5 separate regions of the Mus musculus genome follow, and all the other regions are linked to region 4. The links are chromatin contacts, called in public Hi-C and HiChIP or PLAC-seq maps. All regions are on one chromosome and are shown on one strand. The core of a region is the stretch at or near the end of the contact, and the rest is flanking DNA. Distances in the headings are between cores, read along the strand shown.

Region 1 (2,700 bases), core at 158-2,657, 410 kb before region 4:
AAACCCAGATTCCCACCTTGATGTAGGAATTCCCTCTGCCCACCTGCATCCCTGTTCAGGGCCCTGACCAGTAATGTCTGCCAGGATGGTAGGGGAGGGGCATTTTCCAGGTTGAGGGTTTTCTCTGGGTCTGTTAGGGCCTGGAGACGCAGGGAAGCTTGCAATCCCAGGCCTGGGGGAGGGCAGGTAATATGAACTCCCAAGAGAAAGGGATCTGGGGCAGAGGAGAGAGGGAGGGGAGAAGGCTGGCTTTCCAGCATGTTCTCTATACCCTGGTATCGAGAGGCACTCCATCCTTCATTCCTCTGGCGCTACTGCTCCTGCATAGCTGTGCTGACTCACAGTGGACATCAAGGTTCACAAGTGACTGTTCCCAGCGCTGGGGCAACTTCCAAACTGGGTCATGGTAACCAATGGTAACCGGAAGAATAGCCTATAGAGTCTGAGTGTCCCCATAGCTCTCTCTACAGACAGAGTAAGTAAATTTTACCAAGAAGGGAAACTGAGGCTCAGAGAGGCTGAGAGGTTGCCTGAGTCTGCATACGCAATAAGCGCTGCTGCGGCCAGTTGTCAAACCCTGAAGGTCAAACCTCAGAGTCACAATCTTGATGCAGAGAGGGGCCCCGACAGACACTCAGTGACTATTTCCTGTCTTCAGCAGCTTTGGTCAGTGGCGGGGAATCAGAAAGGCACTTGCCCAGACTCTCCCAGCCCTCACGTTGGACAGCCTCAAGTTAATGTGGACAGTTGTGCCTGACTGTCAAGCAAGCCAGTCTGAGCTGGATTCCATACTTTACTTGCTGAACAATCCAAGCCTACTGCTCTCTGAACAGCCCTGGCCAGGAAGAGACCACCCCTGGATCCGGAGTCCGGCGCATGGCAGGGGGAGTAGGAAGAGCTGAGGAGGGAGTGTGGGGCCCCAGAGTTCCAGCGGTGGGTTTCCCTGCTTCAGGCTTGCCCTGGCCAATGGTCTTGCTTTCAGGCTTCTCTGTGCTCTGAGCACATCTAAACATTTGGAGAAAAACAAGAAAGTGAACAATAGGCGCTTGTGGGCTGGAGAACAGGGCTGACTTCCCCCTGGGACCCGGGCGCTGTTCGTAAGCTGCCCCAGCTGCACTCTCACGGTTGGGATGTCACTGGGGCCTGGCTGAATTACAGCCTTGTCCTCCATGGGGCCTGCTACCAACTCCTTTCATACCCGGGGAATGCAAATGTTGGTAGGGGGATCTGGAGCTGTGTAGAGACAGAAAGCTTGCTTTCCTGCCTGGAATTTGGGAAATCAGACAAAAGAACACACACACATACACATACCCCTATTTGGCATGGAAGCTCTGCCAAGCCATGCCCTGACAGTTGTGTCCTAACCAGAGAAGTTTGCCCCACAGGAAAAAAACCAAAACCCCAGCTCTCTATCAAGTGGACTCTGGGCACAGCCCCAAGAAGCTCAGAGTCCACAGGACCTAGAGACAGAATTCCTAATGTGTGCCAGAGCAGTTTCACCAGGAGGTGGTAGCAAAAGTACCCCCATTAGTTATAGCACTGAGGGAGGTGGGCCAAAGGTGCTCTTCTGAGCTGGCTCCTCTGAGGTTTTTAAGACTGTTGCTTCTCACCATTACAGCCTAAGCCACAGGGAATGAGAATGTAGTCAAAGTATCAAGATTAGAACAGAGAAGAACAAAACAGAGCCCAGACCCCCTCTCAGCTAGGGCTGACCAGTGGTATCATTCATACCCAGTAAGTAGGGCTAAGTTTCCCTGTCAAGAGTTCCTCACCTTTGTTCCCAGGACTGGAGGCGGCTTTGAGCAGTGTCCCGTCTGGGTGGCATCCCTGGAACAGGTCTCAGGCCCTGGTGTTTTTGAAGTAGCTGCCCAGACATCCCATCATAGGCTCAGGAGGGTGAATAGCCCTTCTACTCACCCCTCCCACTCCCCAACAATGTTCTGGATCTGAGAGCACTTCTGGGTTGTTTGTGCCCAAGGACAGGAGGAATTTGGCAAGAAGTCTGTGGTTGGAGGACAGTGCATTTACTTTGTGAAAGGATGAGTGAAGGACCATTCGGGGAAGTAGGGAGCACTGTTGTCAGAGTTGGGACTGGAGAGATTAGAATGGGTCAGAGGACTCCTATGAAGGACATGAGTAACAAAATGGGGGGTTCAGAACAAATGGGTTGACCTCTGGAGAGCAAAGGCAAGGCTTTAGTGTCTAAGAACTTCAAAATGGCTGTTAGGTCCCGCTAGATATGTGGTTCCTCCTCTTTCCTGCCCTAAATAGTTTTGGAGACAGAATCGTCTTTTTTTTTTTTTGAACTTTTATGAGTGTCTGTTTGTCTGTCTATATGTATGCACATCACAGGAGTCCCTGTGGAGGGCAGGAGGACTCTTGGGAATTGGTGTTATGAACAGCTGTAAGCTACCACGGGGTAGCTTACCCAAGCCAGGTCCTTTGCAAGAGCAGCAGTGTTCTTAACTTGAGCCACTGCTCCAACAGTGAGACAGTGTTTTTATGCAGCCCAGGCTGACCTCAAATTCTCATTCTCCTCCGTCTGTCTCCAGAGTGCTGAGATTAATGGACTACATTATCACCATACCTGCTCTTAGTCTACTTGTTGGTCACCTGGGACTGTGAAACCTTCGTAGTCTCTGCACTTCTCCTGCACTTCTCTGCACTGTTCCTTTCAGCACATTAACATGAGGCTTTGTT
Region 2 (2,700 bases), core at 146-2,645, 300 kb before region 4:
TTAAAGGGTTTAATTTTAAAACCAAAGCATATTTTTGAACCTTGGTATGTCTAAGTCCCTTCCGGCTCATGGCAGCTGTTCTCTGTGGACCCCTCTCTCCATGTGTCCTTGGCCAGGTTACTGACCTCTCTCTGTCCCCCTCCCATCTGCAACAAGGCTAATGACTGCAATCCCCATATAGGAGGGAGCAGAGGGTGCACCAGGGGACAAACCAAGAATAGGAAAGCATGAATATCTTAGCTGCCATTCTTATCCAAAAAGGAGGCGCAGCGTGAACCTCCTCTCTCAACCACACAACAAGCCTATTTTGTTGTTTTTATTTGTTTTCTTTCACTTAGTTCTGAGACAGGGGCTCACTATATAGTCTTGGCTGGCCCACAACCTACTTCATAGACCAGACTGGCCTTGAACTCACAGCACTGAGATAAAAAGTATTTGCCACCACACTGGGCAAAGCCAGCTTTACAGACCACCAGAATGTTGCGTTTATGTCACCCAAGTAAATGCATTTTTTTAAAGCAATGTGTCACCTTGTTCTTTCTACAGGAATAGAATTCCTTCAAGGACCATTTCTTACAGGAGAGGGAAGACATGGAGGCACAGTAAATGGGTAGGTGACAGGCAAATGGAGAGCCTGGCACTCATGTCAAGGACAAGATAAAGCCTGTCTGCACGGGCTGAAGTAGGGACATTCAGCAAAGTGGTTTTTCTCTGGGCTGTTTGGTGCTTACAGTTTGCCCAGATCCTAACCCAAACTCAAACTGGAACTTCCTGGATGGCGCCACCTTGCCTTGGCAATCCTTAATTTATTAACTCAAAATGCTTCCCAGATCCTGCCCAAGACCTCTCTAACCTGGCTCCCAACTCTCTGTGCTCAGACTCACTGGCCTGCACTGTCACAGCTTTGAATGGGACTGTCCTTGAGATCCATAAAGAAGTACTTCCCCCGGATCCCTCACCAGCCCAAGGCCACTTGCAACCTTCATGGGGGTGTGGGGGGGGGGGGGAGAAACACGACACTGTCCTGGTTTCCACTGGCAGCAACGGTTACTCAGGCTGCCTCCAAACAGCCAGAAGAGTTCCAGAGTCCACAGATCTTGCTTCTCAGTGGCACACACATTCATAGACTTCTCTAAGGTGCTTCCCTGCAGGAGAGCTCTCTGTGAGCTAGGTCCTTACACAGGAGTCTCTGCTGAGGAAAAGCCTTGGACGTGGGGTTAGGAAAGCTGTCAGAGGCTGTTTTGCACAACATCAAACACATTCCAGGCCTTATCTAATCAGGGAGCCTTCTTCAACAGCCATGCAGAGGCTGTTCCTGCAAAGCATTCCCCAGGCAGGGCGAGGGCCTTGATTCTAGAGGCAGAGTAATGGCTCTTTTGGCACAGGCAAAGCTGCCTGGCAGCTGGAGCTTTGAGGTAACCTCTGACCCTCTCCCACAGTTCCTCCCAAGTCCCGCCGCACCACTCTAAGCCACCCTCAAATCCCAGGCTCTAATTGGCTCTGGTTTGTTTTGCCTTTCTCTTCTGTCCAGTGCTTCAAAAGGCACTTCAATAATTGTTTGAGGCACGAAAAAGGCAGGGTTCAGCTTTCCTAACTGGAATTGGAGGTAATTACTGTCTTCCATATTCGAGCCGGTACATGCTGCAAATCACATGGCTCTGGGTTGCTTTCCAGCGGGGTGGCCAGGTCTCAGAGCTACAAGGAGGATTATAGAACTTCACAAAGGCTCTGCTTCAGAGAGAGAAGAATCGACAGGTCTCAGAAGTGCTAGAGGAGTTGTTTATACTCTTCTGCTGTCCGCTCGAGACTGTCCTGAGAGGTTTGGTCTGAAGAGACTTCAACTCTACCCTGGAAGTTTGGGATTTGCTTTTTTATTTTGTTTGCTCTCAATGGGCAGGAACTGACCCCTCCACACACACACACACACACACACACACACACACACACACACACACACACACACACACATAAGCCCCTTCTTGTTTGAAATTAATAACCACATGCTCGACCTAGGCTGCCCAACTTCAGAACAGAACTTCAATGAGTGAGGCTAAGACCCACCTCCAAGAACCAGAATAAGGATTCCATTTTGTGCATTCAAAACAGCAAACCCAAATGTGGAGAGTCTCTGGATCATCCCCCTTCTGCTCCTTGTGGACCCGGAGGGCCTTGTTTAATCGATCAGCTGATTCACAGGACGTCACTCACAGTGAGAGCGGTTGCTGACCCAACCTCAGAGGGTGTGTGAGGTCCACATGAGGTTAGCCCATGTGAAGTGCCTGTCTGGGATCTGTGTATACCAAATGTTCAATAAATATCAGCTAACAGTCACTGTCAAGGAGGGCCTTCTGATGCCAAAGGAGCCAGTCTGAACAGAGCCACCGTGAAATAGTACAATGAAGCAGGAAGGGCTAGGGTGCCAGCCCCAGTGTGAAGTGTCTTCCCTCCAAAGGGAATTGTCTTAAACATCTGAAGTTACCTCTGTCTCAGCCTGGCTCTCGCTCACCATCCTGAACGATCTCATCCAGGTGGAGGGCTGCTGTCCCCACTGTGCTTCTGGCCCTTCTCTTTCCAATGTCCTCCTCAGAGCTCTCAATGTCCTCGAACCTTGACTCCAGGTCAGTAAAGCCGATCAAACCGCACATCCCGGCAAGGGCTCGGTGGAAATCCCCTCTGAGCAGGTGACCTTTACAGGTCGCA
Region 3 (2,700 bases), core at 19-2,518, 350 kb before region 4:
GCCAATACCCACTGAGAGGCAGAGAACAACCACGAAGGAAGAAATGAGAAGCCTGAAGGTTTATAGGGAGGCTATTTGGCCCTACCCAGCCTCTCTGTGGGCTCTCTCAGCCACTATCCATAGAGCTTGAGGTTTAAAGAATGCAGGGAAGAGAGAACAGGCCCCAAACTGATTAGGACCCAACTTTCCAAACAGACACAGGTCACCCTCTTCCTGCCCCAAACACCAGGCAGAGCAAATGCTATTAATAACTGCAGCCTCTCTCCAGGCCACGAGGGCTGAGCCTGCTCCTCCAACTCGGCCAGCTGTTCTGAAACAGGTTTGGGAAAGTAATCTTTGGCACGTAATGAAAAGGGTGTGTAAGGGAGGGGGGTGCCCAAGAGTTCTCTATCAGGGCCAATATTATTTTTAATTGCCGAGAATCAGCCTGTGGCCGTTACTCAAGGCTGCAGAGACCGGGTTTGCCAGGGATCGGAAACCAACTTCAAGAGGAGTTGAAAAGCTCATTCCAAAGACTGTTCATTACTGAGCTGTGGCTTCTTGTGGAAAATCAGGTTATGTCTTGACGTTTGTACAATCCATTCTCCATGCCACCTCTCTCCCCCCTGTATCCCGCCGAGAGAGTGAGCGAGCAGTGAATTTGAGTTATCTGGGAATTTTAGTGTCTGACCCCCCCCCACAACCTCCACCCCACCCAAAGCATGACCGATGGCCCATTTTTCAAGCCAAATCTTGCCCCATGTAGGCAGCTGTCATGGAACCACAGAAAGTACTTGAAGGAGCACAAGCAATGGCTGGTTCTAATCTGGAGGGGGAAGAATATGAATTAACAAGGCAGTTCCTTATGGAAGAATGTTTTCTTTTCTTCAGCCTCAGCCTGCATATTTTCACAACATGTGTACTCTGTTACCTTGTCACTTCCCTGTTTTCTTTGGGTAAATAACTGGGCTCTGGACTTCAGGAAGAAAGAAAGAAACCCAGCCCAGGAGTGTCACTAAGGCAGGCCTGGCTAGCTGAACTAGCAGGGAGGAAGGAGTCTGTGCTGAGGGCCAAGGCAGCTTGTGCAGACTCAGTCTGGCCGGCCTAGCAGGGGCTGTTCACTGATCTCTACAGGTACTGGTGTGGGAGTGAGAGACCCGGGCACTGAACTGCCCAGCTGGGCCCTGTGCTTGGCAGACCTCAAGGCTGCAGGAAGTAAACAACTCTCCTTAGCTGAGTCAACTGTGAAGGCCTCTCTGAACCCAGCAGAGTCAACAAGGCTCACAAAGGCTCTTCTGCCAACTCTGCCCTTCCACTGGCCAGTGAGGCAGCAGGGATGAGAGAGGCCACTCTTGTGGTTCCCAGCAGTGAACCAGGGAGGAACTGGCAGGAGCCAGGGCCTTCTGTGGAACATGGGATAGGCTCTTCCTCCAGATCGAGAAAGTGTTTGGATGTGTTGGTGATGGAGTCCCGTGCAGATGTCCAAAGGCTTCTGTTCTTGTCTTCCAGGGATGCTGGGCTTTTCACTTGAACATTCCCCTGTGGTGTCTGTCACCTACTCCAGAAGAGGTAGAAAATAAATAAATAAATAAATAAATAAATAACCACTGGGCCACTAACTGGATGTCTTTCAAAGTTGCACTATTAAAGAAGGCATGAGATGATCCGTTGTGGGTTCCTTTAATGAGTGAAGATCTTTTCATTATAGAGCAGCAATGACTCTTTTTGATTTTGATTACATTTTTATTTCTTCATCTGTGCACGTGTGGGCACACATATAGGCGGTGGTCAGGAGACAGCTTGCAGAAGTCAGTTCACTCCTTCCACCACTGGGTCCCAGTGAGTCAAAGTTGGGGTGGTCAGGCTTTGTGCAAACCCCTAATCCACCCAGCTACTTCACCAGCTGAGTAACAGCAACTCTTACTTACTCAGCTCTTCACCACTGATAGTCAGAGAAGAAAATCAGAATTAGAAATGATGGATGACTCACGCCTATAATTGCAACACTTGGGTGACTGAGGCAGGAGAATTATGACTTTCAATCCGACCTGGGGTACATAGCAAGGTCTTGTGTTCCCCCCGCAAAAAATTAAACAGAATATAGAACCAATAAAATAATACTATCTTATTGCTCTTGATATTATATAGCATGTAAAAGAAGTTAAGTTTGCCATGTGTCACAGCATGCTTGCAGGAGAAACTGAGGCATACCTATTCAGAGACTGAGACTCTCATAAAGTCCAACAGTGGGCTTGGGAAAGGAAGGGTTAACTGGCTGTTGTCTGGGTGGCTGCATACCTATGTTTCTTTTTTTTTTCCATCTGCTCAGGAGCCTTTGATTCCAACCTTGAAATTCCCTGTCTCACCTTGTAGATCACACAGCCCTCCAGCCTTCCTGGGACAGATCTTTGGAACTTTAAAGTTGAATTTTCGGTTGCAAAGGTCTGGTCCTCATCTGCTGAGCACCTCTTTATATATCCCTGGAGTGAGGCAAATGTCCACAGGAGGGGTCACTTTGATGCTCAGGATGATCAGGATGGTGACTTTGGAAGCCATGCCTATCCTAAATTGCAGACTGCAAGGGCTTGTGGAAAAAAAGGAGACAGAGAGACAGGGGGAAGCAGAGACACAGAGAGAGACATCAGAGAGAGTGAGAGACATAGAAAGACACAGAGATAGACAGTCAGACAGACAGAAAGAGATAGACCGAGAAAACAGGCA
Region 4 (2,700 bases), core at 143-2,642:
AAACACACACACATACACACACACACACACACACACACACACACACACACACGCACACACACACAATCTTAACAAGTTAAAATTGTAGGCTCTCGCTTTACCCTTTAGTTGTTCCAGCTTTGTCCAGGACCCCAACCTTATACCCACAGGGCACATGGGATATAAGCCTGCCAAAAATAATTATGTGCTGAATAAACTAATAAGTGGGGCAAATTAAAATGAAAACATACTGAGACTGAGAGGGAAATGAAGTGTTCTATATTTTTTAAATTAAGGAAAGTAATCAAGTTAGAATAGTCCTTTTTCCTTTGAAGTTATAACCAAAAGTCACATTTTACAAAGCTGAAAAAGGGCATCGTCTCTATTACAGTCTCACGACCAAGCATTGTGCCTCCTTTGCTATGAAGCACTGGTGCACCACAATCCTCTTTGTCACACTGTTGGCTCCCATTCGCTCGCTTCTTACAGTTTTGCAAGAGACTCAAAGTCATAAGTTTGCGATTGTAAACACTTTCCTTGGTAAAGGGCACATACAGTCTTGCTTAAGAGAAAAGATATGATATGTGGAGGATATCCAAGAAACTTAAAGCTACGACGTAACTGCAGAGACCATGGTAATCTATTCCTTACTTTCTGGTCTGTAGTTTGTCTGGGGCTCTTTGATTACACCTGACTTACATCATTCTGTTGCTGATCCTAATCTATATCAGTCACCTATTCAATGTTCACTCCCTCAAGGGCAGTAACCATGTCTTCTCCTATTACTGTAATGTCCATAATGCTGAACAGTCCTCAACACGGTGGATACTGTATACTTCTTAACCAATCTAACAGGAAGATGCAAACAGAGATGCCCTAATTTCAAGGACTAACAATAACATTAGACTGCTCTCTTCATCAAGCCATGACAATCCTGAACATATTTTCTCCCTTGTTATCTTTGTCTTCCATTACAGAAGTGTAAGTGCCTCTTTCCAAACTGAAAAACATTTTCCATTGTAAGTTATACTCACAGCTGGGATCCTGAAATGTTCCCCCAGCAAAGATTTCTATCTGTGCTGCAAAGGGAGAAAGTGCAATGCATGAGCTTAATTCTTTAAACAAATCCAGAAACTCTGGTCCTTGGGCCTAGACAGCCCTCTTAGCTGGCTTGTTTGTTTAATGCCCCATTGCTACTTACCCTTGAGCTCCTGCTGGTAAGCAGTCAAGTGAGTGTGATCAGACTGGGACAGACTAGTGCTGGCGCGGTGGGTATGATCTCTATTATTCTAACAGCTAACATGCCATCCTACACAAAAAGAGCATTGAAAAAGGTAGATACCATGGAGAGGAAGCAGAGGTTAAGAAGCAGCCTAAACAAATACGTTACTCAGAACAGCTCATTTCCCAGCACTCTTGCTTCATCTTGGCTTGGTTAAACAGACTGCAGGCAAAGGGTAAGCATATCACCTTTTACTGTGGTTGATTGTCCATTTTAACTTTTAGATATTGTAGAAAAGTCAGGTTGCTGTGTCATACAGCCGTCACTGAACACTTGTGGTAATACTTCTGAAAGAAATAGTAACTACTTTTAAGAGAATTCCAAGTTCACTGTCAGTCTCTTAGCTTTTCCTCAGAGCACTTCTGAGAAACCAAATACGAATGTTTCTCATCTATTGATGAAGAAACAAGAGAAATATGCAGTTTTGCGCCAAGCAAACCATTTGGATGCTGCTTAGAAAATATGGCCTTGGTCCTCTGTATGGATGCCCCTTGTTGCTGAGGAAACTGGAACAACAACAACAACAAAAACAGATTAAAATATAAGGTAGTATGGAGTACTTCCTGAATAGGTCAAATAAAGCAGTGCACAGAACAGCACTGACACCCAAGTGCAAGGCCAAGGGAAATGTAAGAATGGAAGAAGCGCAGGAATGCTGTCCTGAAGGAGATGAGGGAAGAACGGAAGGCTGAGGGAACAGCATTATATAACCAGGCAAGACAGGCAGAAGCACGTCATGTTCAGGTGACCCAATGGAGCCTGTGTGGATGGAACTGAGATTACTGAGTGAAAGCCCACATGAATGAAAACCACAACAGAGTTAACCCCAAGCCAGGCAGTGGGAACACAAGCCTGTAATCCCAGCATGAGAAAGGCAGAAGCAGGAAGGTCACAGTGAGTTCAAGGCCAGCCTGGTCTACAAAGCTAGTTCCAGGAAAGCTAGGGCTACACAAAGAAACCCTGTTTCAAAAACCCAAAACCAAAATAGTAATAATAATAATAACAACAATAAAAAGGTAACCTTAAAGTTTAGAAAAATTCTGAGTGACTAAAAAAAAGGAACTGAACATGATTTTTGTTATGAAGCTGAAAATATATAAATGTGAAAATATAAGCTGCCCCTAAGTTATCTGAGTAAAAGCTCTCCTCTGATATTCATTCACAAAATGTTCCGATCTAAACTTCTGATTATAGCCTCTTTGATCAAAGACAAATCTTTTATTTTTAATTCTTACAAAACTATATATCTATAAAACAGAGATCAGGGAGAGAGACATAGCCTTACAGATTGGTCACTCAATTACAGCACAGAAAATGTTACTTTCAGAGACAATGACAGAGGAAGAAGTGTCCAAAAAGATACCATGAAAGGCTCCACGTGAGCACTGATTCTTGCTGGGTCCTCCTGGTTAAGGTTAATAAATAAAAGGACACAGCAG
Region 5 (2,700 bases), core at 32-2,531, 390 kb before region 4:
CAGGAGGATGGATGGCGAGAGGCAGGGAGAGGCTGGGCCAGTGGCCCAGTTGATTAGAGACCAAGGACGAATCAAGTCCTGACAGACTGTGAATGGAGCCCAGTGCCCTGTGTGGAGAAGTGCTTCTCCCATACAACAGCACTTAGAGGTGCAATGGGTGCTCTCAGAGGTAAGGGGTGGGGTGCTCTGTCCTCTCTCCCTAACCCTGCTTTGTGGGGTCCTTGGCTGAGAGGCTAAGGTTCTAGCTTTATGACTTGGGTGATGCCCCGGGGAAGACATTTTGGAAAAGTGTCTCTTCTTACCTGCTGCCCACCACCAGAGCCTGCTCCAGGGCACTCTAACCCCTTGTCTGGTCCCCTGGCTAGGGGTGGAAAGGGGAAGGGTCAGCCTCTTTTACTCCACTCAAGTGTCTTCTGCATGCCAGGGACCTTAGGCAAGGAAGAGACAGGCCATCAGCACTTCCTGTCTTGGAAGGACAAGCCGCTGCCACCACCGCCAACAGACGGACAGCACAGTGGGATTTCCCGGTTCCAATTTGTTCAGCTCAGTTTGATTCTTTCTTTCCCTAGTGAGATTCATGTGGTGATGTTTGCTCTTCGGCAGCAGTTTACGGGCACAGTGGGGTTTGGAGAGACCTGAGATAGCCACGTGAAGGAAGCAGGTTCTCTGAGGCTGTGCTCTCCCAGCAAGGCCTGGACTCGAACCCATACCCAACTCTCAGGCCCTCAGCCCTTGTCAGATCAACTCCAAGGAGCTTCCATTCCAGGCCTCCCAGGACCCTTGGCCTCACACCACTTCCTGCTAAAAATTGCCACAGGCTTCTCTCCTCAGACCAGAACCTCCCTTTGTTTACTTTACCCCTCAGGACTGGGATTTCTTTGGGCCTGGCTCTCCTTTCCTATTAAGGTCTATGAAAAATGGGTGTGTGTGTGTGTGTGTGTGTGTGTGTGTGATGGGCAGACTGCTGTGCCTGCCCACCTTGGGTTATCTGTGAGTCTCCTGTGCTACCAGCCTGGGGACAGCTCTGGCCCTTGTGCGTCCCTCCCCCACATCTGTACACGCCTATCCTTTCCTGTGTCAATTGACATTTGTCCTCAGTGGGGAGAGAAGACCTAAAGGATTTGCACAGAGAGACCCAGGGCAGAGGGAGATAAATGGAATTTGCAATAAATCCGGGAGCAAAGTTGTAACTTGACTTCAAAACAAACAAAAGGGCCAGAACTGCACTTAAGCTCTGCAGAAGCTCAACTCCCAGTGTAAACAGAAAAGAGCAGTGGGGGTGGGGAGCCTCCGAGGGCCTGGGACAGAGGGGCAGGGTGAGGCTGACTGACTTCCTCCAGAGGATAGGGCTGGGGCAAGGTTTCTGTGGCCTTGCTAAGGGTGGAGGAAGACAGGCCAACTGCTGCTGCCTGCCTCTCTTTTCCCATGACTTTCCTGAAGGGAAAAGTGTCCCCAGGATCTGAAAAGTGTCCCCAGAAAGTCTTTTAGAAGAATGTGTCTGTGGTCTGTGGTCTGTGGCTGGACTAGGAGTTTACCCATCTATCCCACTCCTGGGCTGCATCAGATACCTGCATATCTGTGTGTGTCGCTACACTACTCACAGTAACAGGGAATTAGAGCATGCTTAGATGGCCATCAACACACAAACGCATTGCGAACATGTGGTACTTATACGTGATGGCATTTCATTCGGCTGTAAAGAAAGACAAAATTATGAAACTTGCAGGAAAATGTGTGGACCTGGAAATTATACTCAATGAGGTGGCCCAGATTCAGGAAGAGAACACCGTATGTTCTCTGTCCTATCAGATCTTAGCCTGTGATGTTTATATGTAGATCTGTGGGTGCGAGCATAGATATAGGATGTGAAATGAGGACTGCGACAAGAAGAAACAGGAGACTCGGGGGGGAGGACACAGAAGACACATGAAGAAAAGCAAAACGGAGAGCTGGGGGGGGATGGCTTAGCAGTTAAAAATGCTTGTCTGCGCAAGCCTAACCATCCATGCTCCATCCCCAGAGCCTATGTAAAGATCTAGATGTGGTGGTGCACATTTGTGGTCTCAGATGATAAGCCTATGGTAGGCTTTCTCATTCATACCACCATGCTCACTGAACACGTGCCCAGGGATTGCAGGCAACAGGAGAAGCTAGAAGGAAGGCCTGGACCACACTCTGCCTCAGAGTGCCTGGAAGGAGTCCCTGTTAACAGCATCTTGTCTACAGCACTGTGGGAGAAGAGATTTCCCTTATTCAAGCCAAGGTTCACACCAAGTTTGTGGAAACCAGCACAAGGCTGCCATCATTGGTATACTTGAATCTGGATGTCTTTTCCTTAAAGCCATAAGAGAGACCCTGGGCCAGCCCTGTCACACCACAAGGTTGTCTGAGGAGGCAGAGTCTCTAGAAAAGCACAGAGAAGTGATGGGACCCATTTGGTCGGAAGAAAAAGCAAGACCAAGGGAATGAATTACTCATTCATTCATTCATTCATTCACTTGTTCACTCACTTACCACTGGCTTATGGAACCTACTACAGGCCAGGCTCTTAGAACAAAACTGCACCCAAGGCTAGAGCCAGTCTTGTCCTGATCATAGGAGCTTGGGCCACAAGGTCCATCGTATATCACTGAAAAGGCTGGTTGATGTGTCTGGGATTTTCTCCAACTCTGGGATTGGGTGATTTGGGAGAAGAAAGAA

What was found. Hi-C and Micro-C count contacts between places; a contact is called where the count stands out from the background. HiChIP or PLAC-seq counts read pairs in DNA pulled down with a chosen protein or histone mark.
Region 1: a contact with region 4 is called in a Hi-C map of liver, with 2.2 times the contacts expected there. The contact joins two enhancer-like sites. A contact is called at or near these places in 1 of 15 datasets of contacts at CTCF or cohesin (the NIH/3T3 cell line), 2 of 484 Hi-C or Micro-C datasets (bone marrow-derived macrophages and liver) and 1 of 115 datasets of contacts at active chromatin or transcription factors (pancreatic cancer cells).
Region 2: a contact with region 4 is called in a Hi-C map of the N1E-115 cell line, with 2.8 times the contacts expected there. The contact joins two enhancer-like sites. A contact is called at or near these places in 2 of 484 Hi-C or Micro-C datasets (the N1E-115 cell line and bone marrow-derived macrophages) and 1 of 115 datasets of contacts at active chromatin or transcription factors (pancreatic cancer cells).
Region 3: a FOXA1 HiChIP or PLAC-seq map of pancreatic cancer cells shows a contact between it and region 4. The contact joins two enhancer-like sites. A contact is called at or near these places in 1 of 115 datasets of contacts at active chromatin or transcription factors (pancreatic cancer cells) and 1 of 9 other capture datasets (embryonic stem cells).
Region 5: a contact with region 4 is called in a FOXA1 HiChIP or PLAC-seq map of pancreatic cancer cells. The contact joins two enhancer-like sites. A contact is called at or near these places in 1 of 484 Hi-C or Micro-C datasets (bone marrow-derived macrophages) and 1 of 115 datasets of contacts at active chromatin or transcription factors (pancreatic cancer cells).

The regions. Positions count from the first base shown.
Region 1 is chr12:79,968,783-79,971,482 of GRCm38.p6, reverse strand. No RefSeq gene overlaps it. Among named protein-coding and RNA genes, the nearest start is that of 4933435C09Rik, 34 kb to the right of the region's middle. RefSeq lists an enhancer at 1-2,700. Within about 2 kb of position 1,407, at least 130 of the 459 cell types and tissues checked have an H3K27ac peak or open chromatin away from gene starts, as enhancers often do. A contact at or near this core is called in liver, where this site is marked.
Region 2 is chr12:79,858,481-79,861,180 of GRCm38.p6, reverse strand. It overlaps Gm36132 (a long non-coding RNA gene), which reads left to right. Exons shown (of 4, transcript XR_381728.4): 4 at 547-2,338. Among named protein-coding and RNA genes, the nearest start is that of Gm36132, 7.7 kb to the left of the region's middle. Within about 2 kb of position 1,395, at least 105 of the 459 cell types and tissues checked have an H3K27ac peak or open chromatin away from gene starts, as enhancers often do. A contact at or near this core is called in the N1E-115 cell line, where this site is marked.
Region 3 is chr12:79,903,584-79,906,283 of GRCm38.p6, reverse strand. Gm46361 (a long non-coding RNA gene) reads right to left here. Exons shown (of 2, transcript XR_001780641.1): 2 at 1,702-2,459. Among named protein-coding and RNA genes, the nearest start is that of Gm51985, 5.6 kb to the left of the region's middle. Within about 2 kb of position 1,268, at least 114 of the 459 cell types and tissues checked have an H3K27ac peak or open chromatin away from gene starts, as enhancers often do. A contact at or near this core is called in pancreatic cancer cells, where this site is marked.
Region 4 is chr12:79,558,288-79,560,987 of GRCm38.p6, reverse strand. All of the region lies in intron 7 of Rad51b (RAD51 paralog B), which reads right to left. Among named protein-coding and RNA genes, the nearest start is that of Gm36048, 240 kb to the left of the region's middle. Within about 2 kb of position 1,392, at least 49 of the 459 cell types and tissues checked have an H3K27ac peak or open chromatin away from gene starts, as enhancers often do. A contact at or near this core is called in the N1E-115 cell line, liver and pancreatic cancer cells, where this site is marked.
Region 5 is chr12:79,943,407-79,946,106 of GRCm38.p6, reverse strand. It overlaps 4933435C09Rik (a long non-coding RNA gene), which reads right to left. Exons shown (of 3, transcript XR_381736.3): 2 at 303-428. Among named protein-coding and RNA genes, the nearest start is that of 4933435C09Rik, 8.2 kb to the right of the region's middle. RefSeq lists an enhancer at 1-2,309. Within about 2 kb of position 1,281, at least 93 of the 459 cell types and tissues checked have an H3K27ac peak or open chromatin away from gene starts, as enhancers often do. A contact at or near this core is called in pancreatic cancer cells, where this site is marked.